Linked DNA regions of Arabidopsis thaliana: region 1 is linked to region 2. A link is a contact called in public capture Hi-C data. All regions are on one chromosome and are shown on one strand. The core of a region is the stretch at or near the end of the contact, and the rest is flanking DNA. Distances in the headings are between cores, read along the strand shown. Region 1 holds the start of VPS24.2 (SNF7 family protein). Region 2 holds the start of AT3G44713.

Evidence for each region. Capture Hi-C pulls out chosen DNA fragments and counts their contacts.
Region 1: a contact with region 2 is called in a capture Hi-C map of seedling, with 2.1 times the contacts expected there.

The regions. Positions count from the first base shown.
Region 1 is chr3:16,458,535-16,461,472 of TAIR10.1, reverse strand. VPS24.2 (SNF7 family protein) reads right to left here and starts at 1,370. Exons shown (of 6, transcript NM_001161193.1): 1 at 1,259-1,370; 2 at 937-1,013; 3 at 745-847; 4 at 533-654; 5 at 252-446; 6 at 66-146. The coding sequence starts at 766. The coding sequence ends at 66.
Region 2 is chr3:16,258,634-16,261,641 of TAIR10.1, reverse strand. It overlaps AT3G44713, which reads right to left and starts at 1,437. Exons shown (of 3, transcript NM_148838.1): 1 at 493-1,437; 2 at 1-317. The coding sequence starts at 1,437.

The DNA of each region.
Region 1 (2,938 bases), core at 121-2,620, 200 kb before region 2:
ATCGACCATGCAATAAGAGAGAACGGTTAAGAAAAAAGTCACAAGTATGATCCAGTATATATCAGCTATGATCTAACATTGGCTAGCCGATATCTAATGGCCTCTAGTTCTTCTTCAGCATCAACTCCTTCTACAATTGCATCTTCCTGCAATACATTATACGTTCCCTTTTCAGATTTGATCTCTTCCTCTCTGTAACTATTCCATCTTTTTTCATGTACTTGCAATCATTCAACTGCAAGAGTTCTTACCCCGTGTAAAGTTTCCGCCTTTTGAGCTGGAACATTCATCTTTTGCTTCCTAACTGCTTCCGGGAGCTCAGCTGCAGTCTCTCCTGCTATGGCAGTCAATACCTTATCAACCTCTTCCTCGATCTCCTCTTCAATATCCTCAGAATCTAAGGCATTATCCACAGCATCACTCACAAACTCTTCAATAACCCCAGTCTACATAAATCCACACATTAGAGAAAGATACATATACATAATATGAACAACATAGAGAACGAAACTCAAAAGCGTTTATTAACTACCTTGGTCATCTCTTTGCTAAATGCCTGCATTGTCACAGCAATCTCTGGAGCTTTCATTAGACTATTAACAAGCTTCATAACCTCACCACTCTTCGAAAGATTCCCAACAGTTACCGCAGTAGCTGCAACACAAAAAGAAACGTAAACAACAATCTAAAAAACATATCACATAACAACAATGAAAACCACCAAGTAAAGCTTTTGATCATTACCAATACTCTCCCCAAGATGCATTGAAATAGAATTCACCTGCGCTTTATTCTCGTATAGCCGCTTAACCGTTCTTCTAGAACTCACTATTTCCCTAGCAAGTGCCTTTAAACACACAAAGCAGAGAAACACTTTAAAAACTCCAATTTCTTCCACCATTGAATCAGATTTACTAATAAAGTTTCATACTTTACCTTAGCAGTGACCAAATCATTCCGCTTTACCGAGTCTTTGATAGCTTTATGCACATTTCTTTCTTCTCTCTCAATATCTGAAAGCAAACTCTCACTCAGTATAAACCCTAATCCTCAAACACTAAACCCTAAATCCAAATTATCAAATTGAAGCAATTTCGTACGAAAGGAACATACTTTAATAGTCATTCTCAAAAATTGGATCTTTAATCTAAAACCCTAAACCCATCAATATAAATCATCATATAACTAACTAAATTCCTCAAATTTCGAAACTTTCCTAAGAATCTGATCAAATACAAGAGAAAAAAGCAACAAGAACCTCGAATTTGTCGTTCAATGTCACGGACATCTTATCGTAGCTTTCGTTGCCAATCTCGAAGCTTTTGCTTAGGATCAGACTTCCGCTTAAAGAATCTGATCACTCTCTTCATTTCTTTCTTACTTCTTGAAACTTTTGATTTTGCAATTCCAAAAGCTTTGAACTTTGTATCATTTCAAATTCTGTTTCTTCAGTTCAAAGTTCAAACTTCAAAGAGAGAAGATGAATCCATGAACAATTGACAAAGAGCCCTCAAAGTTTTAAAATTTCACTTTTGAGTACGAATGTTTTCAGTGTTTATAAAATAGGTCAACATTTGGGCTTCTTCGTTTCACCAATAATGAAAGCCCAAATTTGGAGATAGGCATTAAGGCAGGCCCAAATTTATTTTTTCTTACTGACTAAATGTTTTGCTTCCGCTTTATTATGTTCATCACTTTCTTGATTTCTTTCTTTCTGAAATTTTTGATTTTCCAATTCCACAACAGTTTTTTTTTTATTACTTCTATTATATTGTTACTACAATAATATTGAAGATTTTGGATATAAATATAGTGAATCCAAAATGTTTAGTTCTTACAAAGAAAAAATAAGAGTTCGTGCATATTGTTCATTTGTAGCTTTTGATTGACTCAATTATTAAAGCTAAACTAGTACCTCTCTTCAAAATTTCTTAGCCAAAATTTCAGTGTTAATTTTTGTTTAAAAAACATAAATAATTGATACTTTTCACGAAATTGGATTCTTCTCAATTGAAAATAAATAAACGCCTTGAATTATCGGTCCGGTTAAACATTGTATATCTCTTGATTCGTGCATATATCAAGAGATATACAATGTTGATTGTTCATTTGTAGCTTTTGATTGACTCAATTATTAAAGCTAAACTAGTACCTCTCTTCAAAATTTCTTAGCCAAAATTTCAGTGTTAATTTTTGTTTAAAAAACATAAATAATTGATACTTTTCACGAAATTGGATTCTTCTCAATTGAAAATAAATAAACGCCTTGAATTATCGGTCCGGTTTGGTTTTTAACCGAAACCCAACCGACCTGGGTTGAGAAAAATCATAACCAAATAGTTTGAGTCTAAGCCTGGATTTGGTTTGAGTCGGTTTGAGTTCGGTTGGTTCGGTAAAATATCCACCCCTAATTTATATGATGGACTAGTATTTCAAGATTATGTTACAACCTTTCTTTTTTCATAATCATTTTTATTATGAAATCAAATGAGGAGAAGTTTAAGCTTTTTTACACTGTTTAAGATTTTGTTTTTATGGCGGCAGTTTGATTACACTGTTTTTGAATTAGTCATTGTCAACAAGAAAAAGGAGCCATCGGGTCATTGCTTTATTTATTTTTAGTAACGTCATCATTGATTTGTTAATTATTATCAACTTTAATAAACAAATCATTATGTAACAACTATGGAGCAATCATTGGCGACTGTTGTTTGTTTGTTTTTTGTTGAAGGAATTATTGAAAATGTAATAGCCATTCAAGACTTTGTGGCTCTTTCTCCAACTATTCGTTTCCACTATTCTAGGAATGATCGAGTAACTAACTATTCACATTACCGAAATATGTATTGTAAATTTTAATGATCACTTTAAATTACTATTATCCTTGCATATTGACTTTGTCGACAATGTTCAAAAGTTGTTTTTATTAGCTTCTTCA
Region 2 (3,008 bases), core at 188-2,687:
TGTTTGAACTTAAATCTCCAAGACTTAAAGCACTTCCTCTGTTTCCTTCTACTTAGTAGTCTTGTAGGTATGTGAGAATTCATTTGGTGTTCCCAAGAAGACTGCAATACATCCGTCTCAGTTAGAGATATCATGAAAGCTTCTCCATAAGCAACAGCTTGCTCATTAATGTCTTCCACTCTATGGTCTTTAATCCATGTGATTGACTCACAATATTTTTTTGATTTAGAGACATTAGCGCCAATATCAGATTGCAACGCTACCTTATCAACCTCTCCAAGTGTGTCACCTAATTGTTCTAGAACCTGTTTATGTCCCTTCGTAGGAAGAATTGCCCTCTCAAGTGGAGCTTGAAAAATTTGGTGTATGGTAAACACTCTTGCAGTAGATTCTCCAAAGCTAACAAGCAGTCTGCATTTCCTTTTGCGCGCACAAAACCAAAACTTCTCGATTGTCCCACAATGAATTAGATTCCTTTAGTTCTGAAGTAACCTGTAGTTTTGCACTCTTGATTTTCCTACAAGTCACTCTTCTACTCCAATTGTATAACCAGCTATGATCGTTTCGTTTCTCAATTATTCTTTTCTCAAACTTGTATTTCAAGCTTTTGATCCAAGTGCGTAACCAGCCCTGATTGTGTAGTTTCCTAATTCTTCTCTTCTCAGCCTTGTATTTGAACATCCAAGATTTTAATCCTTTCATTTTCTTCTTCGTTTCCAGTCGTTCTTTAAGTGGAGACATTTTATCGAACATCTTGTGTGCAGAACAACTTTTCATTATACTCACTTGTTGAATTCTCCCAACATCACCGTTAACCACATCCATTTTACTGCTCTTCTGAATCTTTGTCTTAATCACTACAGTTTCTAAGTTTTCCACCACTGAATTTATTGCCATAAGTTCGTTGTTCCTCAAATTTTCAGAATCAGAAACAAGTAGCTGTGGACTTAGCAATGTCGCATCATTCTTCGATCCTTTCTCAACTGAGATTTCATCAACTTGATTCAAAGATTTGTCAGTGATCTCCAGAGAATTATGTAATTTCTCCACTGGAATCGTTTCTTGAATCGTGGCCATTGAAGGAGTTGCTTCTTGTGGATCGACCGATGTATTCTTCATCCTCCGGATCTTCGATTCGTCTCTCCTTTCCTTTAAAAATTGATCTTGCTTGGCAAGCAATCTGATTAGTTCCAGATCTTTTCTGTCGCCGAATCTCAGCACCAAACAATCCCTCAAATGTTCCCAAGATCGAAAAAGAATCATCTTCTGTCTCCTATAAAACCACGCCTCAGCTTCTCCTTCGATAAGACTCTGTGCAAGATTCATCTTCTCGTCGTCCGTAAAATTCTCCCAAACAAAGAAATCCTCCAACCATGAAATCCATGATCGCAATTCATGAGTCACACCATTGAAGGTGGGAAATCCCTCAAGACACATTGCGATTGACAAAAATCCCCAACTTTTGAAACCCTAATCTTCTTGCGTTCGATTCGATCCGAGCACACTAACGCACCATTTGATAAGAATGAAACTATGAATCTCTCTTTCTTATCCTTAAAATCCCAATTACAATGAAACAAACCCTAAATCGATAAGCTTGGAGTTACAGTTCTTCAATCTTATCTCCCAAGAACAGAGCACATAAAGCTCTAATCCTCTTTACACATCAATGATCACGCAGGATCCTTTTCTCTCTACTCTCTCTTACTATTTATAAGCTTCTTCACACGTGACTCCAATCTCTCACTTTAGTTCTCACACGTGCCAACTTCTCATGAACGTATCACAATCCGCAATGGTAAGAGGTCATGAGGGGCTCTTACCAATTTTCTAATTTTAAATTTTGAAAATTCTAAAGTTAATGATCTTCATTGAAGCTTTTAAAATTATCATGTCCAATGGTAGGGATCTTTAAGAGATAATTAGGTTCTTCTCAACTTCTTCAACATTTTCGTGGCTATATTGCCTCTCTTATTAACACTCAAAGTAGTTTCTATGTCTAATATCATCGAGTTGTGACTACCGAGTGTTAGTCCATTAATTTGGTGCGTCAAAGGCTAATGTGAATTGTTGTTTATAGAAGTAAGGGCTATATTAATCTATATGCCCAGATAAATCAAAAATTAAGAATATATCATTGTTTTTTGTATTATTAGTTCTCTCTCTATATTTATGTAAGTTGGACGAAAATGCCCTCATCACATATATCAAATTATTTAGCAATGTAATAAAATAGTTATCGATATTCTTATCATCAAATACTTGAGGAATAACATATTATAAATTGATGATTATCTATTAAGTTAACGTGATAATAATATATATACATGTAAGTAAAGAAATATATCATGTTAAAACATATGATATCGCGATAAAAAAAATGTTAAAGAGGTATACAATTAGTAATGTGTTAGATTTATTTTTAATATGCTAAGTTATACAATATATCATATAAACTTTTCAATATTTCTTTTTCTTTCATTCATTATGACATAAAAGTACGGTAAAAATAATTGTAACGTACTAATGTTTCATTTAGCAAAATATCTCACAGTTTTGTTTTGTTAGCATAAAATTTTTGTTAAGTAAATATGTCGATTTCAAAGCTTTGAAAATCAGATTTACATCAAATATGATGTTTTGTTACCAGAAAACAAATAAGAGATAAAAGATCATGTAATCTAGTGATGAGAAAAAAGAATGACACCAAAATTAAACCTAAAAAGATAAATTAATGAGCATATTATTCCTAAACTTTTATCTGATAATTTTGTTGTTATCGCGCGTGGATATGTAACAAAGGATATTTTGTTATTAAATTGAGTCAGATGAAAGAGAACTAAATAAAAAAAAATCATGCATAGATTCTTAATTTTTGAATCTTCTATGCATATCCATTGATATTTCTCTAGAAGTAATGGGTGATGGATGTATGATATGTTTAATCTCAACGCGAGACTTTACATTTAAGGGTTATATTAATGTATATGTATGGAAAACTTAAAAAT